2 separate regions of the Cyprinus carpio genome follow, and region 2 is linked to region 1. The links are chromatin contacts, called in public Hi-C maps. All regions are on one chromosome and are shown on one strand. Each heading gives the region's core, a stretch centred on a gene start, on an enhancer-like site or on the middle of the called end of the contact. The rest is flanking DNA. Distances are from core to core; before and after follow the strand shown.

What was found. A called contact is a pair of places that touch in the nucleus more often than the background predicts.
Region 2: a contact with region 1 is called in a Hi-C map of liver, with 1.7 times the contacts expected there. The contact joins the promoter of LOC122144869 here to the enhancer-like site in region 1. A contact is called at or near these places in 2 of 8 Hi-C or Micro-C datasets (both in liver).

The regions. Positions count from the first base shown.
Region 1 is chrA5:17,837,433-17,842,396 of ASM1834038v1, reverse strand. It overlaps LOC109079895 (zinc finger ZZ-type and EF-hand domain-containing protein 1-like), which reads right to left. Exons shown (of 56, transcript XM_042756086.1): 55 at 3,381-3,452; 56 at 1-1,837. The coding sequence ends at 1,757. Among protein-coding and RNA genes, the nearest start is that of LOC122144869, 38 kb to the left of the region's middle. Within about 2 kb of position 2,211, at least 1 of the 8 cell types and tissues checked has an H3K27ac peak or open chromatin away from gene starts, as enhancers often do. A contact at or near this core is called in liver, where this site is marked.
Region 2 is chrA5:17,875,649-17,880,612 of ASM1834038v1, reverse strand. It overlaps LOC122144869 (sarcoplasmic/endoplasmic reticulum calcium ATPase 1-like), which reads right to left and starts at 2,340. Exons shown (of 10, transcript XM_042756087.1): 1 at 1,690-2,340. The coding sequence starts at 1,807. It overlaps LOC109077243 (a long non-coding RNA gene), which reads left to right and starts at 2,111. Exons shown (of 3, transcript XR_002015554.2): 1 at 2,111-2,245.

The sequences.
Region 1 (4,964 bases), core at 962-3,461:
ATAGCCAGTGCTCCATGCTAGTACACATGTAAACAAAAACATTGAGGACTAAAGATCTGTCTGTCACTGGAGCCCAACACTTTTTCTATTATAACACCCCCACCAACCACTCCAACATAAGACCCTCCTTCCGGACGATAAATATACATTTCTTTGCATTAGATGCTTGTCTTTCATACAATAATGATTCTTTGGCATAAATAACCCTCTATTTCAATTCCTTCCTGACTAAAATAACATCAAACTGAGAAAAAAAAAAAAATCATAACAGACCTGAATACCCCTGTCAAGAACACAACAAATTCTCAATGACTACTACGATATTTAATAAAAAAAAAAAAAAAAAAAAAAAAAAAAAAAAAAAAAAAAAAAACACACAATAAAACATTTTTTTAGATAAACATTGGTTAGAACTCAGAACAGCTTTTACCTGACCCAATTAAATGCTTTACTCAAGATTCATCCAATAATGTCCCTGTAATGACAATAATAATTACAATAATATATATATATATATATATATATATATATATATTATATATATATATATATATATATATATATATATATAAAACAAAGCTTCCATAACCGTATCCATGTCACCACAGTTAAAATACTGGTGAGTCTCAATCGCTATATATGAAGGAAACCACTTTGATGGATGAAGTTTATGATTATCAAGTTGTGCACCTTAAGATCATCCACCGATCAAACAGTTCAGAACGTCTCCAACCTCGGTAATATTACAGAATATATCTATAAAACCCCAACCGATATGTCACTAACAGTAATGGACAATATGGTTTAGTCCAGTGATGCATGCAGTACAACATAAAGTGATATTTCATGTACATAGTGCTCTACATTTCCTGTGGTATGCAGCATTATGAGTGAGTTTAGAATCTGGGACATGACAATGTAAGACACAAGCGCTGACATTCCTCTTACTAGGACATGTTATATATCTTTGTTAACTGACCCACAATCAGTTGCAAGATCACTTTGAGCTGCACTCTTAAGGCAAACGGTGCCTTCTGGACTCGCATGGCATGTCAACCTCAGTTTTTTGTATTTTTTATTTACTCACAAACATCAGCTGACATTTGTCTAGAAGCATGTTGTTTTCGAGTGTAACTGCTAGCTGCTAGTACTGAACAAACATCAGCTCGTCAGGCTTCACTGAGGGTGAAGAGAGAGAAGGCCCCAAGGTTTCAGACAGGTTTTGATATAGTGTGAGTTGTTTATGTAGTCTCGGGCCACTTTGAAGGATGAGACTGCATCGGCAGCTTTGTATTTTTAGGCAACGTGTCCAGAGAGAGTGTGTGAGGCAGGGAAAGGTGACCTGCTTTCACTTTGATCGATTGTCTTGCCCACGGTGGTTTTTCCAGAAAAGAAAATGAAGGAACAGAGAAAGAAACATGTGCTTATGGGTGAGAAACAAATTTGGCATAGCCCAATAAACCCTCATTGTTAAAGCAGAGGTCAAATGGACAAGGTGAAAAAGAAAACACCTTCGCCTGCATTTCAAGAGGAAACTTTTTCAAACGAGATGAGAAACAGCGATTACGAAGAGGTGCGAGATCACTGCACCCCCCACTTTATGAGTAAACCAGCGAAGGGATGTGTTTACAGGTGGGTTTTTCTGGAAGACGATATGTGGCCCGCTCCTGCCGGAGCCGGCGAGCGCAGAAGGCCGTTTCCATGGGCCTCTGGCAAGCTTCCCTTCTCTCATCTCAATCTCTCTTTCATCCCTCTTTCAGGGGGACAGGTTGAGCAGTGTAGTGGATTTATTTGGGTAATTAATGGCCAGGCTGATGGCTGCGATGTTCTTCAGCGCCTGTGCAATAAAACAGGGGAGAGAATGACATAAAGAAATGAGAAATGAATGAATGAGTACAGGAGGAGAAAGAAAGAGGGGGGAGGGGTCAATGGCAGAAAAAGTCAGAGAGAGGGAGAGTAAGAGAAAAAAAAAACCATTAAGCAAAACATTGTGGGTAATTTCTCAAACCGTTTCACACACCTGTGGCCCTCACAGTTCAGCAAAAACACCCACACACAAACACACAATTATCACACTTCAAATATGTTGCTGTTTGGCCCATTTAAAAACTTTTTGGGCACAAAAATGCTATTTTGTTAACAACATCAAACCACTTGTTTGGCTTTCATGAATATTACGAGCATGTTTTTATTTGAGCTAAAAAGGTGCTTGGGATAAGATAAATACAGAGCATTAATCCCGTCCTACACAACAGAATGTGTTCCTTTAGTCGCCCCTGTGCCGGAGATGAACTGTGCCGCACCAAACACGATAATGGCCTTAATGACTAAATGCAGTAGAGTTGCCCACAGCCCACACACAAACGCACTCTCACACACATGTACTGCTGTATATGGATGATAGGTACGTCTCATGCCTCATGCCAGAATTGACACTGGTGTTTTAATTAACATCCTTTCTGATGTTCAGCTGTTTAAGCATAATATTTGGTTAGAGCCGTCACGTGATGAGGAGCGCAAATATTTATTTCACTAATGCTCTTATCGGTTTATGTGAACAAAGGTCAAATGCTCTTACTCAAGAACTCGAGAAAAATTTTTTTTAGAGAAGTATTTCCTCAAATTTCATTTATTAATCTGTACTACAATGAATGTTACTGCAACAGAAACAATATCAAACAACAAACGGGATCGCTAATATGCAGTAATAATAAAATACACTCATTAATTTTGCATCAAGTATCCATACTGTACAATGCCTGTCTGTCATCAAGGTTTGCTAATAAAACAAGCTTTACACACTATTAGACATTACAGGATCATTATTTCTCAGCAGCATATGGTGGGACACTAAACATTCACCTTTCCACTGTGCTGTGGTTTCCTGTCCTTCCAGCTTTATGGCACGAGTTAATGCACTAGGCTCTGCCACATCTTATTTTTAAGCAGTGAACCAAGAGCACTGAAAACCCTCTGTGGCTCCTGGTATATACACGTGTACTCATTTAAATATGGCCGCATCAGTTTAGTGTCTTCATACTGAATGTCATCTTCAACTACTAACACTTACTAACTATACATTGTATTCCAAAGTCTATTGTCCTTTTTCCTTTATGTCAAATAATTCAGCTGTATATACTGATTACAAATGACTACAAAATTATATTATATGTTAATTTATCAAATTCCATTAAAAAAAAGATAAATTATTTACAAGGTTCATTTACATAAATATTACAGAATACAACCTTTTTACCGATCTAATTTTAATGTTACAAATGTTGTGTTTATGGCATACCTTCTCGGACATGCTCATGACTGTTATCTGCTAAAATAAAATAAAATGTATATGAACACTACAGGAACTGTGGCAGTCTTACCTGAGCAGTGCGCACTACTAGCTGTTCATTGGTAGTGAGAGCAAGAAGATACTCCTGCAGGACGTCCTGCTCCTGATGGACAAATGAAAAGACACGTAAAACAGCTTTAATATTTAACCACAATAACCACATTTAGCACCTTTAAAGTTCATCGATATATGTAAAATAAGCTGCATTTATTCTACAGCACCTGCCAGGAAAACAATTTGATGAGAGGTCAGTTCAATTCAAGGCCAGTTAGACTATACAGTTATTCACCATATACTGGCTCACACTTCTGTAACTCAGCAGGAGCTGTTAATCTGGAGTTTGGAATAGCACCATGCTGTTGATGACATAACTCTGAATCAAACCAGACAGCATCTAAATCAGCCCTGCCTCTGCTATCTCATTTCCTGAAGTAGGAGTATTTGCACTGTTCCAGGTATTTCACATTGATCAAAGTCTAAAGTCTATAAATAAGTATTTCTGTGTTATGCAGAGGCTGTTATACGATCTCTGGGGAGCCTTTGAGGGAATATGGTGGAACCCATAAACATGTTATGTGAAGTAGGCATAATACAATACAATACACTAGTACATTGTTTAAAAAGAAGTACTGTGTTGTGTTAAACCCTGAAAAATCAGTGAGCATGTTCATAGCAGGGTAAAAATTCTACAGTGACAATATGTACAGTATAAACCGCACACAACGAGGTTGACCAGGCTAATGCATCCTCATGCACAGACTGGCAAGAATAAACCATACACTGTTGAAATGTGTTCATGAACTCCAGATGGCACACTAGGCTAGAAAAGCGAATGAGAAATGGGAAACTGAATGAGTAGAGCACAAAAGATGTACAACTGACGTTAAACATTTAAAAGGAAGTTTGCACAAAGATGTCACTGCTCACTGACATTTTTATTTTGCTGTCCTTCCTAATTTTGTTTATATAGTTTGTATATTTTGACTGGTTGAAATGGTTTCCACATAAATATTACGCAGCACAGCTGTTTTCAGCATTGACAACAAATTCAGCATATTAGAATGATTTCTGAAGGATCACGTGACACTGAAGACTGGAGTAATTGCTGAAAATTCAGTTTTGCCATCACAGGCAGGAATTTAATTTTTAAATATAATAGAAACAGTTATTTTAAATTGTAAAGATATATATACAGTATATATTGTTATTTCACACACAAACATGTATATACAGTATATGTGTGTCTGTGTAATTAGCAGTTTTGCAAGAACCTACAACTTGCTTTCCTACAAATGTCTTAAAACATTAAGAATGGATGGGAGAAAGTGACAATTCAAAAATGACACATCATGTTTAAGAAAATAGTTTTTCCACGTAAAACACCATGATACACCCATGCCAATATCTCCTAAATCTTGTCAAATAACCTTCTTGCTGACAGCTCAGTTTTAATGACTTATGGGAGGAGTTATGAATGGAGAAGCTGATCAGATCACACACCTCTTCTACACCAAAACGAAAGGCATCTAGAGATCACAAAATACTTCTTGACAGAAATTTCTGTAGACTGTGGAGAGGTTGCAGCTTTAGTCATGTCAGAACACATTTGAAACCA
Region 2 (4,964 bases), core at 1,091-3,590, 38 kb before region 1:
CTGTCACTTTAACCGACCCAAGCGGAAAGTCATGGGATGTTGTGCTTATGCAGCAGCAGAGTCTGCAGGGAGATCAGACGCAATGGGGATCCTTTATTAATCACTGATGCGTTGTCACACACTGACACTAGCTTATTCTCTCAAAAATGATAGACAATATCTTCTGTATGTTAATTTGGAAGTGTCACTGTTCTAATTTGAATATTATTGTATGAGCAAAAGTGTTGCAGAAGTGCGTCAAAGTGCAAATTCTGTCATGGAGATTGATATGATAAGCAACGACGGCAAGCTAAACTGCAGCTTTTCAAAAACTTTTGACAAAAAAGGTATTCCATCTGCACAAAAAAAAGTGTTCAGAGTTACTGCTATCAAGTGTAAGGTTAGACAGCAGATAGATAGAAATGAGTGCCTGGGTATCCTGGGTATCAAAACTGTGACATATGGGACAAACACACTTTCATGCTTGTTCATGCCATTATACAATGCTCTCAATTACTCGACCCTCCAAAATAAATCATGCGATGCACAGCTGTGAAGCGAACCAATAAAGCTTCCAGTGTGACGTCATACGATGGAAAAAAAAACTGAACAGTTTAAAGAAAATGCAAATATATTCTCCTCATCATTACAACATGGAAATGTAACTATTGTTATCTTATTAGATCCACAGCTTGTGCCACTATTCTTCAGATCCACTTACATGACTTAATGAAACACAACAGAATACTTTAGTACAATACAGTCTTACGCAACAAACAAAAAAAATAAATAAAAAAAATAAAAAGCTCTTTTTAAGTGTCCTCTGAAACAAACAGTAGTAGGGCAACGTAACCTGACGCGCACTGTTTCTACGTGAACATTTTATCTCACTGAGGAAGTAGAAAACAGGTTTCTCAAGTTCCATAATGCTGGTCACTGGTACATTATCTAGCTCTTTATCTCTTGAAACAATATTTCCTTTTCAAAGGGAAGGCTTTTCCCTGCACATGCCTTTGAGCCAAAAACATCTGCGGCTCAATGAGTGTGTGAGCTTGTGGCTCAAAATGAGGGGTGTCTGAAACCCTGCAGGACGTGGACACTTGCATCTCAGTCCTGCAAGCCACCTCAACAGAAGGTTTTCCACTCTAAGGCTCACGGCCAGGTACATTACAGAGCGCAAATCACTTTGGATTTGCCTGAATTCAAACTAAGGGTCATAAAAAGAGGGTGAATGGAAAATGCCGGTCTGGTTGGTCATAATGTCCCATGTCATAAAAGAGAGCAAGGCTGAACAGATATGACTTCATGATTATACATTAGCCTAACAAACTATCCATGAAATGAAGAAAGAATACATTTTTCTTCATAGTCTGACTTATGCATAGCACTTTAACAAAGCATCATATGTGCTTATGAGTCAAGGTTACTCTCAGTAGAAGTCCACAACTTAGAGGCTGCAGCATCACAATCCATCATTTCAGAGATCTCATCAGCAATGTAACGTTACTTCACTATGGACCGAACCAAGCTGGAAACTGCTCTTCTCCTATTTCTTAAGATTTAAGCGAGATAAAAGCCTACGAGGCACCTGATTATAAAGAATAACTTTCTTCCGCTGTAGGGAACGCGTGTGAATGTCTATGTTCGACTCCACCGGCACCAGAGCAAACACTTAGAAACAGCCAGGTACATACATGAGTGCTTACTCACCGTTTGGTCCATATCTTTCGAAATTAATTTTCACTTGTTCCAGCGTGAGTCCCGTGTTTTCGTTCACACCGAAGTTTGTTAAAACTTCTGATGCAGATTTAGTGTGGGCGTTTTCCATCTCGAGGAACTGTTTACTACGAGCACTTGAACGGCATGTATTTGTGACAAATGACACCGAGATCACGGACGGACTGAAGTGGCCAAATTTTTCACCGAGGTGCTTTTAGACCGCCAAGCGGAGGTGGTAGTCTGCGCAGACGTCCACCTGCCCCTTCTGCAAGCCGCCGGTTTGAGTCCGTGAAGCTGCTGCTCCGTGTGTGCTCGAGCGGTGTGAGTGCGCGCGCACGCGCTCCGCGTCCTCTGAAGGTGCGCGAGGTTCCCGCCTCTTTTTCCGTGAGCTCGCGTGTCTGGGCACCGTCCGCGAGCGCTTATTGGCTTGCTATACCTGAGAGAAGAGAAAGGCTGCTCACGCTGTCGGTGTGTGTATGAAAAAGAAAAACCGCCGTAATCGAGAACTGCGCCAACCTAATTTCCGTGTCAGGAGGAAAATAAAACGGTGAGCAGTTTGTCGAGGATGAAGGAAGCTGTAGAGGTGACTCGAGTTCCTCCCAGCGCGTCATCTGTGAGCTTGTCAAACCGTCACAGCTCAAACTTGTGTCAAGATTGCCTCTGAATCTGATTAATATATCTGGAAGATATTAACCATTTACTGGCCGTTACATATGAAACAAAACAAAAGTGTCCACAATGGAGAAGCCTTTGGTATTTACAAACTACTTTTGCGTTTGTTTACTGAGTGCATAGATCAATATAACGTGTTTACAGTATGTGAGGGATAAACTTTTTAGCGATTTAGTTTATTTATAGATTGTATAACCTTTATTGTTTTTTTTATCTGAATCATAACATTTAGTAATATTGCAAATTGCTAAATTATCATTTAATTCACTTGTAGAGCATCATAAAAATGTAAACCACTGAGAGCTGCCTCACAAGGAAAACATGTGTAATGCACAATGGGGGAGATGGATTTAGAACAAGGTGCTCCAGTTCTTTCCTTGCTCATAGTTTCTCATCTGTCCCTGTGCAAAGCCTATATATAGAAAATGTACACTGCTAAACTCATGTTAAAACAAGAAACTTTATAGGTTACATCATCCTTGCCTGCAGAAGTGATGGGAGATCTTTTGGAAAATTAGGTAATGGTTAGGTCAAAGCTGGCATCACAAATTAAACTGGCAACCCCATCTGGCTTGGCTTTTCACCTCTCAGACTGTTTTCACACTTGGTTTTTGATTGCTTTTTCTGAACCTGACTTCAGTTCCACCAACCTCCCCAGGTCCTTGCTGGTCTCTTTTCACATTGTACTTTTGAGGCGAACCACAGTGCGTCTGTGTCATGAATGACCCCGCCCCAAAGCCAATTTCATTGGTCAATTTAATCATGCAGTCGCATCAAGAAAAGTTCAGACTTCTTGGATTCAGTTCTGAATTAAGAAATATCATGGATCGTGGCAGAGTAATGCTATTTATAAGAATGTGATACTAAGGTTAAAGTTAGGGCAGTGGCTCTTAAACACCCCCCTTTTATTTTAATTTCCAGAAGTTATGAATGTCCATACATAACTTATTATATAATTTAAATTTCATTGAGGGCAAATTAAAGTATTATCCATTTTTGTTTTAGCTTATTTTAAGGATTTTGATTGAGCATCAGTCAAACCTGGTTGAGCATCACTGACTTAAAGGGATACTCCATCCCAAAATGAAAATTGTCATTAATCACTTACCCCCCATGTCGTTCCAAACCCATAAACACTTTGTTTGTCAACGGAACACAATTTAAGATATTTTGGATGAAAACAGGGAGGCTTGAGACTGTCCCATAGACTGCCAAGTAAATAACACTGTCAAGGTTATTGACAGGAAAGTATGAAAAGCAACATCAGAATAGTCCATCTGCCATCAGTGATTCAACCGTAATGTTATGAAGTGACGAGAATACTTATTGTATATGAAAACACAAAACGACTTTATTCAACAATACCTCTCCTCTGTGTCTCTCCAAATCAGCATAGCACCAGTTTGACAAACCTGAGCAGTACACAGGCGGCGTATGCTCTGTTTCAGCCACGCTGCGCTGTTGTCTTTCAAACCAAAGCATAAATACATGTTTGGGAAAAAAAAAAAAAAAAAAAATGTCCTTGTGGCGCGGGGTTGACATGGGGGTAAGTGAATAATGACAATTTTTATTTTTGGGTGGAGTAACCCTTTAATGCTGGAATACATTACATGACTTAAAATCTGAACAGTTTTTAAAACACTTGGCATTATACACTTACTGTCAAGGTTTGGCAAGGGAGGATCCAGATGCAGAATGAACAGGGGAACAAATTTATTAACAGAACTGGGAACACAAGAGGCAGGCAGGCAGATAGTCCACACAATAGGCCAAGGCACACGACAGGGGAAACATGCTGGCCGAGGATGGAGAAACTCCAGACTCTGTGGCAAAGGAGACTAGGTAGGAGCCCAAGGAACCACAGGCTTGGCACTGGGGTAGTAACTCTTGAAGCATCAGAATGTCTGTCAGGCCAGATGAAGCAGCGACCAGGGAGGACTCAGGAAGCAGGGCAGGAACCAAACACACAAAGACAAGACAACAAGAGAACACCGATCAAAAGACTTGTAAAAAATGACTAGGGAGGGAAAACTAAACATTCTGCTGGCTCTGGGATGATTTGGGCAGACTCGACAGACTCTGGAATGACTAGGGTGGACCGAACTGGCACTGGAATGACTGGAGCGGGCTTGCCTGGCTCAGGAATGACTGGAGCGGGCTTGGCTAGCTCTGGAATGACCAGAGCGGGTCTGACTGGCCCTGGAGTGACTGGAAAGAACTGCTCAAAACTGGCCTCCGTGGCCATGACTGAAGCAGCAGGCAACTTGACATCCTCCAGAATAAGTGCATGAGGGGTCTCTGAACAAAGGGTTCTGGCCCTCCTAGCACGGGCCCTCCTATCCCTATGCCTCCCGGGGCAGGATGTTGTCAGATCTCCCACTACTTGGGTGACTTGGTCTGACAAACACCTAAATTATCAAGACTGGACATGATGGACTCCAACTTCACTGGGACAGACACAGGAGCAAAGTTTGACGGGGAGACTTCTGAGATACCTTAAGCTCGACCACTTCAGAGTACTTCGTTGACTCAAAGGCTGGAGCCAGCACTGAACTACTCTCATGGCCTATAGCTGGCACTGAGGACTCACTGGC